Linked DNA regions of Mus musculus: region 1 is linked to region 2. The links are chromatin contacts, called in public Hi-C maps. All regions are on one chromosome and are shown on one strand. The core of a region is the stretch at or near the end of the contact, and the rest is flanking DNA. Distances in the headings are between cores, read along the strand shown.

Evidence for each region. A called contact is a pair of places that touch in the nucleus more often than the background predicts.
Region 1: a contact with region 2 is called in a Hi-C map of the G1E-ER4 cell line, with 2.6 times the contacts expected there. The contact joins two enhancer-like sites. A contact is called at or near these places in 20 of 484 Hi-C or Micro-C datasets (the AML12 cell line, B cells, the G1E-ER4 cell line and 11 more), 1 of 115 datasets of contacts at active chromatin or transcription factors (embryonic stem cells) and 1 of 9 other capture datasets (embryonic stem cells).

Annotation. Positions count from the first base shown.
Region 1 is chr2:103,361,404-103,366,243 of GRCm38.p6, reverse strand. All of the region lies in intron 1 of A930006I01Rik (RIKEN cDNA A930006I01 gene), which reads left to right. Among named protein-coding and RNA genes, the nearest start is that of A930006I01Rik, 8.9 kb to the left of the region's middle. Within about 2 kb of position 3,078, at least 6 of the 459 cell types and tissues checked have an H3K27ac peak or open chromatin away from gene starts, as enhancers often do. A contact at or near this core is called in the G1E-ER4 cell line, where this site is marked.
Region 2 is chr2:103,127,780-103,132,859 of GRCm38.p6, reverse strand. No RefSeq gene overlaps it. Among named protein-coding and RNA genes, the nearest start is that of Apip, 57 kb to the right of the region's middle. Within about 2 kb of position 1,504, at least 14 of the 459 cell types and tissues checked have an H3K27ac peak or open chromatin away from gene starts, as enhancers often do. A contact at or near this core is called in the G1E-ER4 cell line, where this site is marked.

The sequences.
Region 1 (4,840 bases), core at 1,829-4,328, 230 kb before region 2:
GGGGAAGTGGATACAATGGCAGGCAACAGAGTCTGAGACAGCCTGCCCTCAGCCCTCCACCCCACTCTAATTGTTAGGGGACCCACATGAAGACCAGCTAAATAGTCTAGTAAAAAATGAAAAGAAAAAATGAAAACGAAATTGGAATTGAGCCTAATAAATGTTGAATTTAGCATCCTGATTTTTTTCACTTTTTGATATCATAAGCATCTTTTTATATGCATTCTATGAATATCATAGAGTATCATAGAACTATTTTAAATGGTTAAACATTGTCAAATTGAGGGATTTTTATCACTTATAGTATTCTTTTCCCAGTGTCTTTAAACAATTACAGTGCTAAAAGGTATTGTGGAGATAGCTCAGTTGGCAGAATGCTTCCATCCTTGAACCCACGTAAGAAAGTCAGGCATGATGGTGTATGCTTGTAATCTCAGCTCTGGGGGGCGTGGAGACTGGTGGGTCTCCCCTGCTTCCTGGCCCACTCAGCCTAGCCTACTTGATGAGGCCCAGGTCCCAGTGAGAGACATTGTCTCAGATAAAAGGGGGCCCTCAAGGAATAACAACTTTGCTCTGGCCTTCACCAACACATCATGGCTGGTTTTCTTACATGTGTTCAGGGGATAGAATTTGGGTCTTTGCTACAAGGCATGGATTTTGCCAACTGAGCTATCTTCCTGACCCATAATACCTTTTAAAAATGGCAGGCATTTAGAAATACTGGTGATATGGTCACTACATTTGATAATGTTCAGCTGTTTAAACAATGTTCATAGACAGAATGCATACAAAAAGATGCCAATGATATCCAAAAGTGAAGAAAAGAATCCAGGGTGCTAAATTCAATCATCATTAGGTTTAATTAAAATGCACCGTGCTCAGATGCCATCTTTTCTTTGAGATTACATGCTTATTTGGGGGCCAACTTGGAATTTTGATCATGGAGGTTACTGGGTCTCTGTCTCCTACCCCAAATTTCTCTTGCTGCCTTTACTTGGGAGGGGGTGACACTAGTTAAAACTCGCCCACCTCTGACTTGTAACTTTAGGATTGGTCTTTCCCTGTGGAGACCCAGGGGCCCTGGGTTCCCACATCAGCTGGGCTCATCTCAAACGTCACGGAGAGGTGGCTTGTCCTCTCCCTTCCAGGGAAAGGCTGTGTCACAATGAGCAGCGCTGGGCTTCTCCCAGCTCTTTCTTGGTAGCATAATCTGACGGGTGCTGAACAGGGCTCCCAGCTGCCTTCAGCTGGCCTTTGAGAAGACGTCATGGCCAGTGCAGATCTGAATCAGCCCATTTTCTCCCCCGTGGCACTGTGTGCTTTGGCTACCTGGCCAGAAAGCTGGGCTTATACTTACCTATCATTTTGATGCTATCTTGGGGTGTAACTGGAACTGGGTTCTGGGTGTGGAAATTCTTACTCAGAGCACAAAAGGTTGGAGGGAACTCAGAGGCTGCACCCAGGAAGGGACTCTTCCCTGAGGCCTCTTGGCTAGGTGGCTCTTATTTCTTGGAGCGGTGCTATGGCCAACAGGTGAGTGTTCCTTTGGGGAGTGAGTTCTTGCCTTTTCAGTAGCTATGGGCTATTGTAACTGGTCTTACCTACCATGTCTGCAGTATTCCACCAGTCCACAGATGAATTACCCCAGGGTGGAAGAGTAAAGGCAGAGCTGTCTCTATGGCCCTGTGAGCACTCTGGTCTTCTTTCACTGTTGTACTTGAGATGTGTTCCATATCCCTCAGATGGACTCCCGGCTTCCTGAGCAATGGCAGTTGGATTCCAGATGGATTTGGAGGGTTCAGTCTCCACCCCAGGAGAGGGAGAGATTATGCATGGCTGACTTTGGAAGTCCTGTCATCCACATTTACATATTTGTTCCTTTCCCTGTTTTTTTTCTGGTGTACAGTAATGACTTCATTTTCTCTTTCTCAATTGTATTTGTAGATGAAAGCTCCTTCTGTCACGATAGCAAATGGCATAAGCGTGTTTGCTTTGATATGCGGTTTCTGATATGCAGATGTGAGAAGACACACAAGAACTTCCGTGAATGAACCCACATTCATTCCTTCTTTATCAATGAGATAAAGGTTCTCATCAAGTTGTTACATTGCCTCTTTTGATTTTGCTTTGTGCTATCTACAAAGCACTGGAGCATCTAACCCCGAGGGAACATTGTGGAAGAGGGGGCAGAAAGATTATGAGCCATAGGACCATGTTTGCTATAAGGTTGTGTCTCCTAGCAATGTCAGATGATACACCCATAAAGTCTCACCAATGCGCCTACACAGGAGCTGAACAAGGACAACAACAGATATGCTAATTCAGGCCAGGAAAAGCCCACAAGACCTCAACCCTACACAAAGAACTTCCCACACCTAATGAATGCTGAGGTGGAAGAAATAATCTTCCCTGGGGAAGAACACACCAGTTAGTTATCCAGTATCAAACGATCAGCCCTGAAAACACACATACAAGTAACATTATACAGACCAAGAGGGTTGTATTCAGGATTACACATGTATATACATAAATATTCATGCAATAAAAGTTGATTTAAAAAGAGACTGAATCTGAAAGTGAGCAAGGAGGGGTAAAAGGGGAGGTCTGGAGGGAGGAAAGGAAAGGAGAAATGTAATTATAGTCTCAAAAATAAAAAATTGTATTTTCATTTCAAACTATTGTAATACTTAACACACAGACAAAGGTTGGTTGAGTAAGACTATGTACTCTAAATATCCGTCTTTAAGCCTCACTCTTGCTGGTTCTTTTCATGTTCTTTTCTACCCCTTGACATTAAGTCATTGCAGTATTGCACCGTGTATCTCCAAAAGACAAATATTCTTTAAAAGCAAAACAACAGGAAAACCCTTAGTCTCCATGTATGTCTTTGCTATGGTTTCCATTGCTGTGATGAAACACCATGACCGAAGCTGCTTGGGGAGGAAAGGGTGTATTTGGCTTACACTTCCACACTGTAGTCCATTTTTGAAGGAAGTCAGGATAGGAACTCAGGACAGGAACTAGAGGCAAGAGAGAGCTCATGCATAGGCCACAGAGGAGTGCTGCTTACTGACCTGCTCAGCCTGCTTTTTTATAGAATCCAAGACCAACTACCCTGGGGTGGCACCACCCACAACGTGGGGACCTTCCACATCAATCACTAATTAAGAAAATGCCCCGCAGGACTGCCTACATCCTGATTTTATTGAGGCATTCCCTAAACTGAGGCTCCCTCCCCTCCAGTGACTCTAGCTTGTGTCAAGTTGACATAAAACTAGCGTATCTGTCAACATTGGTGCCTGTGTCTATGTGTGCTCATATGTGTGCACTAGAGTATTGTGGTCAGAGGCTGGCACTGGGTATCCTTGTCAATCATTCATCATTCATCGTTGTTTGTTTTTTTGTTTTTAAAAAAATGGTCTCTCATTGAGCCTGGAATTCATTAACTGGCTGTATTGCCTGGCCAGTGAGCTTTAGAGATCCTCCTGTCTTCACTTCCTGGTTCTGGGGTTCCAGGCATATGACATACCCGACTTTTTACTGTGTGTTGAGAATCCCAAGTCAGATCATCCTGCTGGTGCAGCAAGCACCTTGCCAACTGCACTATTTCCTCAGCCCTGCATCTACTTTTAAAGGAAGAAATTAAGGAAGTTTTTATAGAGATCAAAGAAAAGAACAAAATATATCCCTTCAGTTATAAATTTAACAGACAGCTAACATCTCCTTATCATTTCTGATATGGGTCATCTTGCCATAATCAGAAAAAGAATCACCCTATCATACATAGGCTGGTGAACTCATTTTACTTGACCAACTTAAAGAGGGGCCTTAGTAAAAAATACACTGTAATTTCTCATCACTTGCCACAATGGAGACTTTCATTCTTTGGAATATAATACCATGACTCAGGATGGTGCCCATGGAATGTATTCCCCAGGTCTACTTTGTATAACTTTTCATCTGCTTAGCTGTGGTGTTGGTCAGTTAGTTTTGTTCAGAGCAGTGTGGTCTCCTAGCTTTTTTGACTATGCAATTTTACTAGAAAATAAGTGAGCTCTGCCCATGAATACTGTACTAACCAACTGTATAGTGTTTTATCATGCAGATAAATATGTTCTAAACTAGAAATGGAAAACGATAAGATGAGAAGCACATAGCGGTTTTAATATTATCTTCTTGCCCTACATAGATTTTGTTGTATATGCCTCCAATGCAGAGCTCAGGGGAAGGCTATGGATGTGGGGCTATGACACAGTGCACTGATGGGTGACAAAGCCAGATGACTCAGGCTTAGATGCCAGGTCTGCTAACCCTTAGCTGTGAACTCTCAGGAAGCTCACTTTCTTCTTCAAATCTTTCATTTGTAATGTGAAGATGTTAAGAACATACCAATATGGTAAGGTTCGATCTATAAGCAGAACCTGGTACACAGTAGTCACTTATTAATATGGTCTAGCTAATAATGATGACAATGACAGGCATTCCTAGCAGACTAGCAGTGGTCTGAGTTTTTCTCTCCATGTGCAGAGGGCCACAGTGAAATGCACAGATCGCTACTTCCTTAGGTACTGCCTGAACTCGTGATCATAACGACAGTGAGGGTGTGTGGTAGTTACAGGAATAGTCATGTTGGGTGTGATGAATAGCATGTCACTCAGTTTGTTTTAACTGATGATGATAGTTATGATGATGTTCACACTGGGCATGACGACTATGACAAGACATGGAAGGCTTTTACAGTTCCCGTCTGAGCCACTTTGTCAATACTTCTCTTTCCTAAGAAGCCTTCCCTCAGCCATCCGACAAGTATGCGAGTGGTTCGTCTTGTCTGCCGCCCTCC
Region 2 (5,080 bases), core at 255-2,754:
AATTTAAGAGACACTAAAATACTTCAGTCACCAAAATAGATATCTGAGTATATTTACATATACATGTAACTTGCTGGAAATCAAAATCAAATCATAATACATGCAAGTACTCTGCCACTCAGCTATATCCCCAGACTAAACATTATAGTTTAAAACAATCAAAAATAATGCAAAAACAAGTCTGTGAAGAAAACATTGAAAACAATTTAGATTAGGACTATCAGGGTCAATGTCTTACCAGACAGTAATAGAGTCTTAGGCAAAAGGAAACCCCAGGGATTCGCAACCGGCACATACGCTGGAGAGTCTGAGGGGCTGTTAGGAGTGTGGACTTGGGCATTCACATTGAAGATGATTACTATATGTTCTATCAGCCTCCTCTTCCAACACTAAAGCAGAACTATGTTAACAGGCATTGGGTAGTCAAAGAAGCTGATTACCACAGGAGTCCTCTTTGTTATCTAATGGCCCATTGGAGGGATAGCTGGGAACTTCATTCAGGGAAGGAGTTGACTGGAAGCTGGGGGCCTTGGGGGTCTGTTTCAGGGCAGCTCTACCCCCTCACACATTTGGAGGTGCTCCTCAACACACCAAGCCTACACCTCTGCTGACAGACTTCCTTCCTTCTTTCCTTCCTTCTTACTTATTCCCTCCCTCCCTCCCTCCCTCTCCCTCTCCCTCTCCCTCTCCCTCTCCCTCTCCCTCTCCCTCTCCCTCTCCCTCTCCCTCTCCCTCTCCCTCTCCCTCTCCCTCTCCCTCTCCCTCTCCCTCTCCCTCTCCCTCTCCCTCTCCCTCTCTCTCTCTCTCTCTCTCCCTCCCTCCCTCTCTCTCTCTCTCTCTCTCTCTCTCTCTCTCTCTTTCTGATTTTTAAATGAGCTTCAGACCTAATCACCCAGCAACCTGCTTCTCTTTGCCATCTGGCTCGGGCAGCTCCAGAAGGGAAGGCAGCTGCAGGACAAGTCTCTGCAGCAACACTAAAGGTCCAGGTACTGCCATGAACAATGCAAATACTGGGGAGTGTCTGCTGATTAATGGAATGAAGCCCACAGAGGTTCCTATGTCATCCCCTCCGTTGTCCTGGGAAACACCAGATGGATGGTCTCCACGTAACCACCCAAGTCCACTGATTTTGTTTCAGAGGTCGGAACTTAGGGATGGCTGCTTCATTTTTCTGGATCCCAATGATTCCAGCCAGGAGATTCTGTCATCATCATTGTGATTCCCACCCTCACCCTATATGTTCTGTTTTCTTTTCCAGGAAGAAGGCAATTTACTTCCTGCTTTCTCAGTCTGTGGGGTCTGGCCCTTTGGCTAGACTTACCTAGGCCATCTCTAAGCTCCAGGAACACACATCTCCTACCATGGCCTCTGCTAATACAACCTCTTTATGCTTTCCTCCCACCCTGCTCTACTCAGCCACCTTGCTCCTTCCCCCAGCTCAATTGAGTCTCAGCTAGATTTTGCCCCACCGGGGACATCCGGCAACTAGATTGATTGGCACAGCTGAGCTTAGGCGGGGGAACTACTGACATCTAGTGGGTAGAAGATGGAGACTGAGTCTCAAGATGCTACAGTGTATGAGATACTGCTCCTTACCCTGCACTGTCTCCCAGCCACAAATAACAGAGTACTGAGTTTAACAATTGTCCCAGGTGACCAGATTCATCTGCCCAAACTCATCGTGACTTCTGGGAAAGTGGGCTCTGATGTGCTTCCCCGACATCCCCACCTCTGCCACCCAAATCCACCACACATTAAGCCATATTGTCAGCACAATCCTTTCTTTCCTTAGTTTGTCATTCTATCTCTGTGGCATTGCTTGGGTATCTACTCTGATGTGCAAGGTTCATGAAGTCAGTGAGTTTATTCTCAAATATCTGTGTGTCTGATGGACTCTTCTACCTTTCTCAAACAATAAACAGAAAAATAATTTGAGCCTCTAACTAGGTACAAGGGACTTTTAGAAGTCATACACTGCCATATACAAGGTGAACTTGACTTCAATCTTTAACCTTTTGAAAATAATAAGCGATGTTAATATAGGCATGACAAGGAATGGGACTGTGAGTTCTGGGACTCAATTCTGCATGCTTGCATGGCAAAGCACTTTACCAGCCGAGTCATAGCCCCGGCCTGGGTTTGAATTTTTCCTTGGGGAGATGTGTGACGACAATCTGCACTCTGGAAACTGATTCTCGTATGTAATACCATAAGCATATTTACTGGGGTCAGGTCTCATATGCTATATCTGCATGATGGTAAGGAAGGCAGGCTGGGGGTGGATGAGGAAGCCAGCCAATGTGTACACCCTCATTTGGGATATAGCCCTGTGGATTGGTTCTGAACTAAAGTCAAGGAGTCCAGCCTTCATAGCTTGTCACAGGATCAGGGAGACCAGCTCGGAGGCTATGACCTCGATGAGCAGTTTCTGATCAGGGTGTACAGGCATGAGAAGAGAGCATATCTACGCTGAGGAGGGCATCTAGGCAGAGCACTCCACCAGGCCCACCACTAGAATTCACTTATCCATCAGTACATGTGAATCTCTTGAATGCAACATACTCACTCACACACACATCTCAGAGACTGTATGCCCCTAAATGTTACTTGATAGAACCAAGTCTAGTGATGATCAGCTTAGAATATGGTACCCAGTTTTCAAAGGGAAGATTTATTTTTATTTGCTCACCTTAAACTTCAATTCCATTATAGATACTGTTGATTAAAACAAAACCACACATATATACAGACACACAAATGCACACACACACATGTGAAAGCACACACATGGTCTTTAGGCTACTACAAAAATAGACTCCTTTATCTTGCAATTAGTAAAAGAAAACAAATTATTCTGGATGTGAGAAGTTAAGGGACCATCAGATCCTCATCTTCTGTGCTCTTCTGACACCACTGCATTTCGGTCATGTGTGGCTAGGAGTAGGCTTGGAGCCCGGTGATTCAGCATCAGGTAGACTTCTGCTATCTGCTCATGAGAAGTTGAGCAAGCTTGCCAGTTTGCCTCATGTTTGTTTCCTCATCTACAGGACAAGGGTAGCACAGCACTTGCTTCCTGGGATTGTTGTGAGGATTAAATGAACTAAGGCATGTGAAGTGCCTCAGACAGGCCTGAGACACAGCAAACACTTAAAAGATGTTACTCAACACCATTAGGCTCCATGAACCTCTTTTTTCCCCAGGGAACTGAAAAATGTAGGCTTTGAAACCTGCCCCAGAGCACCTTGTTAAATGTTGCCAGCTGTTATGGTAATGCCATAGTCTTCAAAGCCCAAGAATCGCCCTAGATTTTTGTTCTGTTATCTATAACACCAAGGTCCCATCTCATGGATCAGTATAACTTCTTCCAGTCCCGGGCAGAATATCTGAATTTGCAACTCAGTGTGTGGGAGAAGCAATTACCTTATCTTTAGCATTTTATGAAATTTATAATCTATCGCCATATCCATATTATATACCAGGATTTAGTCCTATGATTAATTTTAGTTGAAAGGAAAGTTTGGAAATGTAGTCTTTTTCCAGGGCAGCCAAATATTGAGCTAAAATATGGAGAGTTTTCATTGCTGAGGATGAAAAAACAGGGGGAGACTAGAGACCATTGGTAGTAGCCAACCAAATGTCCCAACATTGCTGTTGAGTTAGGGAGGGCAGGAAGGTATGGTCTGCTTGGGACTGGGAGAAGTTATACTGATTCATGAGATGGGACCTTGGTGTTATATAGATAACAGAACAAAAATCTAGGGGAATTCTTGGGCTTTGAAGACTGTGGCATTTCCATAATGGCTGGTAACATTTAACAAGCAGCTCTGGAACAGGTTCCAAAGCCTACAGCTTTTGAAAAACAGTTCATGGAGCATTGACTTCCATGACATCAATTCAGAAGGATGACTGGGATGTTTTTCTCTGGTTTGCAGTTGACAGCTTGGTCTTCAGAACCCACCATATAGAGTCTGGAGTAGGTCCAGACTGGGTATGGATACTACATCAGCATAATTAACCTCATAACCCCTGTGGACACTGGGATGGCTCCCAAGTCCTTCTACATCCTCTTCTGTGACAACCTTTCCACCGTTGTTATACTGGCTTAACCCAACCTGTCTTTAAATTTCAGTGTTCAGATTGTCTAACCTGGCTGTAGGGGTACAGACCTTGGAAGGGCTGTATCTCAGGGGGTGGGGCCTAGGTGAGCCAATCATAAGCATATTCAGATGCTGATGATGCTTATTAGACTGACAGACATACAGTCAGTCAGTCAGACAGACAGACAGACAGACAGACAGGCCGAGTTATCTCAGTAAAAAGCTGCTTCCTATAGCCACTCTTATTTTACAAAAAGGTATTTTGCCCTTTGAGGGTTTTGTTTTTGCTTTTGTTTTGTTTTGTTTTTCTCTCCCCGAATTCCTCTTGTTAACATGGGTTGGCATGGGACTGCTCCAGAAAAGGGGGCCAAGGATGTCTCACTTTATCTTTGGAAAGGTTCCCTCACTTCTCCCTTCAGGGACTCCTGCTGGGAGTTAAACACTGGGCACTAGGGACATCCAAGTTACTCAGGTAACTTTAGAGAAAACTGGCCTGTATTCTTTTTAAAGGCAAACCATTTGTTTAGCCCCTCTGAAACCTGCTACTGTAATTGATTATAAACGAAGAAAGAAGCCATAGTTACTTGACAACCACTGTATGCTGGGAACTGCACCAGGGACTTAAGTTGAGTCATTAAATCCTTACAACAGCCCTGTGAAATGGAGGATTTTAGCTTCATATTACATATGAGGAAACTAAGTCTCAGAGAGACTGAGTGACTCCCCAAGGCTATAGATTTAGGATGTGGTAAAGCAGGAGCCAGCCTGGAACTGATCCTTAGAGAATATCCTTTAACTTGAAAGAGTTGTCTCCTGTTAAGTGCATTGAGTCATCAGTGATATGGGTATTGAGGATATAGAGACATTACTACTACTACTACTACTACTACTACTACTACTACTACTAGCAACAACAACAATAATAAATCCAGCCCCTTCAAGAACATCAGATTACCTAGGAAGCCTCAGAGAGACAAGTCATT